Regions from separate parts of the Canis lupus genome. Here region 2 is linked to region 1. The links are chromatin contacts, called in public Hi-C maps. All regions are on one chromosome and are shown on one strand. Each heading gives the region's core, a stretch centred on a gene start, on an enhancer-like site or on the middle of the called end of the contact. The rest is flanking DNA. Distances are from core to core; before and after follow the strand shown. Region 1 has its middle 22 kb from the start of HRH2. Region 2 has its middle 45 kb from the start of SFXN1.

Evidence for each region. A called contact is a pair of places that touch in the nucleus more often than the background predicts.
Region 2: a contact with region 1 is called in a Hi-C map of blood, with 2.0 times the contacts expected there. The contact joins two enhancer-like sites. A contact is called at or near these places in 2 of 9 Hi-C or Micro-C datasets (blood and skin fibroblasts).

What each region holds. Positions count from the first base shown.
Region 1 is chr4:38,293,503-38,297,624 of UU_Cfam_GSD_1.0, forward strand. No RefSeq gene overlaps it. Among named protein-coding and RNA genes, the nearest start is that of HRH2, 22 kb to the left of the region's middle. Within about 2 kb of position 1,864, at least 5 of the 20 cell types and tissues checked have an H3K27ac peak or open chromatin away from gene starts, as enhancers often do.
Region 2 is chr4:38,367,166-38,371,287 of UU_Cfam_GSD_1.0, forward strand. No RefSeq gene overlaps it. Among named protein-coding and RNA genes, the nearest start is that of SFXN1, 45 kb to the right of the region's middle. Within about 2 kb of position 2,281, at least 6 of the 20 cell types and tissues checked have an H3K27ac peak or open chromatin away from gene starts, as enhancers often do.

The DNA.
Region 1 (4,122 bases), core at 614-3,113:
TTTATACAGCAGCTCCTCCTATTACATGTGGATGGTGAAACCAGTGCTGACTGGGCCCCTGCCAGGTCCCATGCTAGACACCTTCCACAGTCATATTTGGGATCCAGTGTGGTACCATCAGAAGAACTTGGAATCAGGCAGATCTAGGATAGAACTTGGAATCAGGCAGATCTAGGATCAATCCCAACACAAGCACGTCCCAAAAGTGTGACCATGTGGAAACCATTTACCCTCATGAGACTTGGTTTCCTGGCCTGTTATTTCAGTGTTTAATGGGACCAGCTTCCCAGGATCCTTGCGGAGACTATAGCCTACACTGGATGCATAAGGCACCAAGTCCCAGGCCTGCACAGAGCAAGGGCAGGAGAAATGTGACTTTCTCGTTCCATTCAATTCTCATTATATCTCACAGTCAAAAATGTCAATAAATGTAATCTATCTCATTGCCTTTTATAACCTCCAGCAACAGGGCGCTCATTAGTAAGTATGAATTTATAAGGTCCCATTACAAATAAGATACTGAGGCTCAGAGAGATTCCACCAGGAGTTTTCCCGGACAGACTGTCATCTCACAGATTTCATGTCTCAGAGAACCATCAGGATGTGTGTCTGGAGTGGAAGGGGCACCTGCCCCCCACCCCCCTTCCCTGCACCCTGCTTCATGCCCAACTGGGCCACTGGCCACCTCTGGCAAAGGAGACCAGAAATGACCTGCCACGTAAAAATGAGTTCCCAGCAGGGAACCAGAACCGGGACTCTGGCCATTGAAGTTTAGGGTATGAGGGCTGCCCTGGAGGGACACCACAACCGGCGGGTACTTTGCTGCCCCATCTTCTTAACCTCATAGCCTTCTCAAAGGGGCCGTCAGCATACCCACCCCTCTTTGCAGAGTTGGAAACTGAGGTTCACATGGTCAAGGTCAACTGCAGGTGTTTCAATCAGCGAACCGGGATTCCTAGCCAAGGCCACGTGCCCAGCTCATCCCAGACCCAAATGGGTCCAGGCAAGCCCTGCCCCGACCTTGCTACTGGGCAGAGGCCAGCAGCCCAGGAGGACGAAGGCCAAGTGCCTCGGCTCCCGAGGAGCTCAGAGCCCCTTCCTGCCCACCCCCAGCCTTCTCCTGGCTTTCCTTAAGCAGAATGTCGTTCCGTGCTCCCGCAGACACAACGCCCCGAGAAAATGCCATCGCCCTGGGGCCGCGGCCAAAGCAGGGACCTCTCCGGCGCGAGCGGACTTCCCAAATCCACCCCCACGCGGGCAGAGGGGACAACCCACGGACCCCGCGCCCCGAGCCCGGCTGTGACCCGGGGCTGCCTCCGTCCTTGCAGCGCCCCCTTGGCGCGCGCACGGCCCCCGCGGGTCACAGAGAAGGAAACTGAGGCTCGCAGGCGGAGAGAATCGTCCAAGGTCAGGCACAGTCCGCGAGCCGCGGCGGGGCCGAGCTCGCACTCGGGGTTAGGGTCACGGCGGCGGCGGCGGGGACCCCCCCCCCCCAGCCGAGGCCCCGCGGGGAGGCTCGGCGGCCGCGTTACCTTGAGCGCCGCGCGGGGCGGCTCCGGCTTCGGCTCCAGGCTCCCGGCGTCCAGCGCCCGCGCCGGCTCCGCTCCGGGCAGGGATGGAGCGAGCGCCCCGCCCGCCCGCGCCCCGCGCCCGGCGCCCACTTCCTCGTCTCCGCCCCCAACTCGCTCCTCCTCGCTCGCAGCCGCTCCCGCCCACCCTCCCCGGCCCCTCCCGGGCTCCCTGCTCCCCGCTTTCTCTCCCTCTCCCCTGCCGCCTCCGTGCACAGCACACGGCTTTGCTCCCTCCCCGCAGGCCCTCTCCCCCACGCTCCCCTACTTTCTCCCAGACCTTCTTTCCTTCCCTCTCTCTCTGGCTCTGACGTGTCCCCCTTCGTCTTTCTTTCTGTCACACTACCCCTCTTCCCTTCATTCCCCCCCTCACATGCAACCACTCCCCCACTCTCCTCAGCCCTGGCTGGGACCCAGATGCAGTTGTGAGATGGTAGCAGTGGAAGGGCACCCCCAGCTGTGGCCCAGGAATCAGGTGGCACCACTCAGCAGTGGGTGCCCAGCACTCTGCCACCTGGAATCAGGCTACAGGAGAGAAAGCACTCGTTTCTGGGAAAAAGCCTGGATAATTCTGAGATCAATGGAACTTCAGAAAACCCCAAACTGGGTTTGTTCTAGTTGGAAGAAGGGATGGAGGAAGAGAAGAGGTAGAGAAGAGGGTCTTAGGAAAGGGGCTTTTGGGTATGAAAACAGAGGCTCTCAGATGGGAAAACCCTTAAATGTCAAGATGTCAAGGCTGCTGTGCTAACCATGCGGACATGGATAGAGGTAACCTGGGTGCGCAGGATGGCCATGGGCTGTGCTAGGCCTGGACAGGAGAAGCAGGTGGTCACACAGGCTGCCCCTAATTGCTTGGGGAGCCTGATACAAAGAAGGAAGTTTTCATAGAAGCTTGGCAAAAGAGAGCAAAAAGATGCTGGCTCAGCTGAGCATACATGTCCGAGGTGTGCTAATGATGATTGACATATCACCCTAGGCCATTCTGTCACTATGGGCCTGGCCCTGTGTCTCCCAGGCTGAGATGCAGACTAAAGCCACAGCCCTCTGGAGCTCTGAGGTCACAGTTTCTGCAGGGCGGTGTGGTAGGCCAAGCATCCAAGTCATCTTGGAATGACAGCAAGAGCCTCCAAGCTCTTGCTAGATTCCATGTTTGCTCACCTACAATTTACAAAGCTGCATAGGTCATCTCTTAAAAAGTGTAAATCAGATCAAGCCTCTGTACTCCCTGCTCAAAACCCTCCCATGACTTCCTGTTGTAGTTAGAATCAAAATCCAAGCTTGCTATCACAGCCAACATGATCTGGCTTACCTCTCTGGTCTCATGTCTCACCACATTCTGCCTCACTCCACGTGCCTCAGCTATAGTCACTTCCTACTCATGCCCAGAATGGGCTGTGCTGGGCCATACCACAGACCATTTGCATTGGCAGTTCCTTCTTCTGAGGTTGTTCTTCCCCCACATCTTCCTGGCACCTCACACGTCAGAGAGGCCACAAGGCCTGATCATCTTACTTAAAGCAGTTACTCCCTCACTGCAGTGCGTTTCACATCATCCCTTTTTATTCTGATGAAAACACTCATCAGTATCTAGAATTATTTTGTTTTAATGCTTATTGTCTGCTTTATCTCACCAGAACGTAGCCGGTGGAGGAGTGGGAACCTTGTTTGTATGGTTCCCTGTGTCTCCCCAGAGCCTGTAACAGTAGCCGGCACATATTAATAAATGCCCAATAAATGTCGGTTGGATAAGTGAATGAAATAAATACTATAATGAAAATATTTAGAAAAAAGAAAAGTAGATTGACCCTGCCAGGGGAATAAAGATTGTCTTGTGATAGGAGTGGAAAAGAGGTGAGGGCCACAGAGCTGGAGGAAACAGCAGGGAGACAGATGCAGAGCGTCAGCTAACCTCGGGCATTCAGGGAGCACTGCCTGGTAGGCCAGACAGCAGAAATCATATGGCAGCAGGGAGGCTTTTGGGATACCTCAGGGATGGGGGTTTGGACTTGATCTTGTGAGCAATGGAAGCTGTGGCAGGTTTGGGGGCTGGGTGGCTGGAAAGGCTGGAGTGTGTATCCTGGAGAAGAAAAGACTCTAGCAACCTCTGTCTCTATGAAGGGCTCTCTGAGGAAGCAGATGAGACACCAGCACTTGGACCAATGGTAGAAATAGAATGAGACAGATTTGGACTCTGTAAAGGATTTTTTTGTTTTAAGGATCTGAAAAGGGAAATTGGCTCTATGTGGGTGAGATTACTGTACACTCATATTCAGTGCCCCTCCCAGAGAAAGGATGCTATGACTGTGACCTGTTTAGCCACTGATGTATTGGTGAAGATGATTTGTGTCATTTCTATGCAGGAGGGTCTGGGACAGCAAGTGTCTTCTGTCATGAAACTGACTGGCTCTATTCAGGCAATGTTCAGGGACAGGCTAGTAGATCACACTGGGTGCCAGAGTGAAGTCCCAGAACCCCCACCCAGCTCCCAGTAGACATGTAATGTGATTGAGAGAGAAATTTGTTGTAGGCCATTTGGATCTGTGGAGTCACTTGA
Region 2 (4,122 bases), core at 1,031-3,530, 74 kb after region 1:
TGAATGTTAGCCGTCTCTGTAAATGGGAGCTCACTGGTGGTTAAGTGGATTTGGATGGTAACATGTATCCATAGTGTTAGCTCAGTGTGGGATATTCATACACCGTAGTACATTAAAAAACCCAGCCAGCACCCCCAAAATCATTAAATTATTTGAAAGTATTCATCAATCTTCAGAACAGCAGTTCTCAATACCTGGTTGCACCTCACAATGACTTGGGGAGCTTAAAATGCCAGTCCCCAGGCCATCCAGGTGCTGATGGAATTGGTCTGGGTGATGCCTGAGCAATAGGAATTGGGAAATGCTCTTCAGGTGATTCTGGAGTGAAATCAGGAGCGAGAAACCCTACTCAAATGGGATGCCCTCTTAACACCTAGCTGACTTTTAAGGATGCATTTCCCCATAGCTGCCCCTCTCTGCCCCCTGCCCCCCAAACCCTCTTTCCCCACTCTCCACTCGTGACTTAGAGATGCTCCACACTTTTCTATCCTCTGCCTCCTCTTCCTCCCTCTACTTTTTACTGTCAGGCTCTACCTAGCAGCTTGGGATGCCCTTTTTCCTCCACTGTCCAGATTTTGCCCTCGCAAAGCTGGAAGTTCACCCGGGAAGTGGGATCTGGTTCCAGCTTCTCTTTCTCTTCATTAGGGTATTATCAATTGATTATCAATAGATATCAGTGGGACTCATTCTTCTGGTGAGGAGCCCTGGCCAGAGGAAGACGTCATCTGCTGTGCTTCTGTGCTTCCTGCCTCTGTCAGCATCTGCACTCACCCCACAACGTTGTCCTGACAAGGCTCTGGGCGGGGGGGTGGGATGGTGGAGTGGTGGTGGTGATGGGGTCCTGGCGCCTCACCCCTGCATTCTAAAGCCACATTTAGTATTCAGTCTGTGTTAGGAGGTTGTGTCCTTTAACATTTCAATAGAGTAGACGGTCTTATAGAGATAAGCTTTTTAGCTTTTTATTATTTTTTTTTAAACTGTTCCTTGTGTTACCATCTTTCCTGGAGATTGCACATGATTAAAATAAGTTTTCATTATAAATGGGACCGAGGGCAGAACATGTTCTTGATTGCAATCACACATGATAAAATGATTTCCTGGCCCCTAGAAGCTAGCCGGGATGACTCCCCTGGACTACTAATGTTTGCCAAGCTGACACCATGGACAAACTAGGAATGGCCTGTTTGTCTGATTTTTCCATTTGAATACTATTGCCCAAATAGCAGTATTTAAAAAAATTTTTTTTTAAAGATTTTACTTATTTATTCATGAGAGAGAGAGAGAGAGGCAGAGACACAGGCAGAGGGAGAAGCAGGCTCCATGCAGGGAGCCCAATGTGGGACTCGATCCCGGGACTCCAGGATCACACCCTGGGTGAAAGGCGTCGCTAAACTGCTGAGCCACCCGGGCTGCCCCCCCAAATAGCAGTAAAGTAAAAAGACAGGGAAGGAAAGTCATGACTTCGGGTTCTCCACCTACCCCTTTTAAGCTTCACAAGACCATAAAGTGGATTTTACTATCTCCATTTTACAGATGAGAAAACTGAGGCTCAGAGAGGGGAACTGGCTTTTCGCATTATCATGGAAATAGTACGTGGCAGAGCTAGGATTTGACTACTCCTCCTGCCCTGCACAGAACCCTTTGGAACGAGCCGGGGCTTCAGGTTGAAGACCACGTGCTCCTTCTCTGGGCACTGAACACCTGGCCCCCGACACCTGGGGGCATCTTTCTGAAAGCTCCCTCCCTTGCACACAATACTTAGCCACACTTTCTCGGGTCTCCAGGTCCTCCCCTGACTGTTCCTTCCAACCAGAAGCACTGGTTTCTTCCTGCCCTCTCTCCCCTCCCCTTCAGTACTTCCTACTCCTCTTGCTGATGTGCCGCTCCCTAAAGTCCTCCTTGATTTCCAGCTCGCCTCCCCCAGCTGGGTTCAGGGTTCATCATCCTGGGGTCACCGGCTGTGTCACAGTCCTTATGGCCTTGAGGGTATGGACTGGGTCACTCATTGTTTTGCTTTTTGCTCCACCCCGCCCGCCGGGGTCAGGTGTTTCAATGGCTGAATCCATTCCTGCCTGTTGGGTGCCAAAGCAGGCTATCTGTCCAGCAGCTGGAGAGATCGTCCTTCCCCCAGGTTTTTCTACACTCTTCCTGAGGTGGTCTCGGAAATGCAGAGATCCACGGTCTCCCTGATCTCCGGCTGCCTGCCCTGGGCTGCCCCGGGACGCCTGCGGTAGGCTGGGGGTGACGGGAGGCTCAGCGCTCGATCTTGCAGGCAATGCTGCACCCTAGCGGCGCCTCTCAGCACCCCCGCTCCCTCCCCACGGGAGCTCAGGACCCCGGGGAGCCTAGCCTGCTTGGGGCTGGCAATGATCCCGTGAGGCAGATCGAGCTACTGCATTACTACTCTACAGCCTGAACTTGATGTTTTTCTGATTATAAAATGAATACAGACGCATTCCAGAAAATCTGAGACACAGGAAACTGTAAACAAAATACAGGTTACATCTAAACCCAGAGACAACTGTTAACCATTTTGGTATCCTTCTAATACATCTTTTTTATTTTTTTTTAAGATTTTATTTATTTATTCATGAGAGAGAGAGAGAGGCAGAGACACAGGCAGAGGGAGAAGCAGGCTCCATGCAGGGAGCCCGACGTGGGATTTGAACCCAGGTCTCCAGGATCACGCCCTGGGCTGCAGGCGGTGCCAAACTGCTGAGCCACCGGGGCTGCCCTCTAATACATCTTTTTTTTTTTTAATACATCTTTTATACATATCAGTGCATTTATTAGAAAATTGGGATTATCATACACAGAGGTTTGAAAAATACTATTTAATATGTCCTGAGTTCTGAAACAGAAGGCTGAAAAAATCAGAAAAGCATAAAAATGTAAAAATCCCTTATAATCCCACCATCCAGAGATAGCCTTTCTTCTCAACTTATTTATACTTGTGACAATCGGCTGCTATGAATCTATCTATCTCACAAGAATCCAAATCAGAAAAAAACTGTAAAGTCCCCAAGGGGGTGGGCAGCGCCTGTGGCTTAGCAGTTTAGCGCTACCTTCAGCCCAGAGCGTGATCCTGGAGACCTGGGATTGAGTCCTGCATCAGGCCCCCTGCATGGAGCCTGCTTCTCCCTCTGTCTGTCTGTCTCTCTGTAAATAACCTTAAAAAAAAGAAAAAGTCCCCAAGGTGGGGGGCAGAGTGACTCAGTTAAGTGGCTGCCTTCTGCTTGGGTCATGATCCCAAGGTCCTGGGATCGAGCCCCACATCAGGCTTCCCGCTCAGCAGGGACTCTGCTTCAACCGCTCCCCCTGCTTGTGTTCTGTCAAGTGAATAAACAAAATCTTTTTTTTTTTTTAAAGAGTTCCCAAGGGAAAATATATTCTTGTATTTTAGACTACCCCACAGTAGAGTATACTTTCTTTTTTTCCTGCTTAGCAATTTCTTTGGAAACACCCTCCAACCTCCCCCTTCTTCCAACTCCTGCCTGACACATTGCCTCCATATGGCTCCCATGGGAGTAGCCAGGCCTTCCATGAACCCGACTGTGTTCGTCTGTGGGATTAATTCTTAGAAGCGGATTTGCTTAAGAGGGGGCATGTGCTTTTGTAAGTTTTGATAGATACTGCCAAACTGTCTTGCGGAGAAATCACAGCAACTTGCACACCCACCCGCAGTCATGAGAGTGCCTGTTTCCCAGCGAGATCACCAACAGTGTTGCCAAACTTTCAGCCCTGGGGATCACACATTTGAAGTTAAGCTACAATGTGCTGAGTCAACGTGCACTGTGCCGGGCACCAGGCTAGGTGCTATTTATTAATACTCCCTGGATCCTCACGGGTACCCAGTGTGGGAAGGAGGGTTATTTTCATTCTCCAGATGAGGAGGCTGAGGTTGACATTGCTTTGCCTGCTCAATTCATGGAATGGAGCTGAATTCAACTGCAGCAGTCATCAGAAGAGCCACCCAGTCTGTATCAGAATCACTCAGAGGGCTTGCTAAGAACTGTCTGGGCTTTCCCCTAGCACCCCCCTCACCGAGCTTCTGATTCAGCGCTTACGGAAAGGGCCCGAGAACATACATTTCTAGTTTCCAGTGATGCTGCTGCTGCTGGT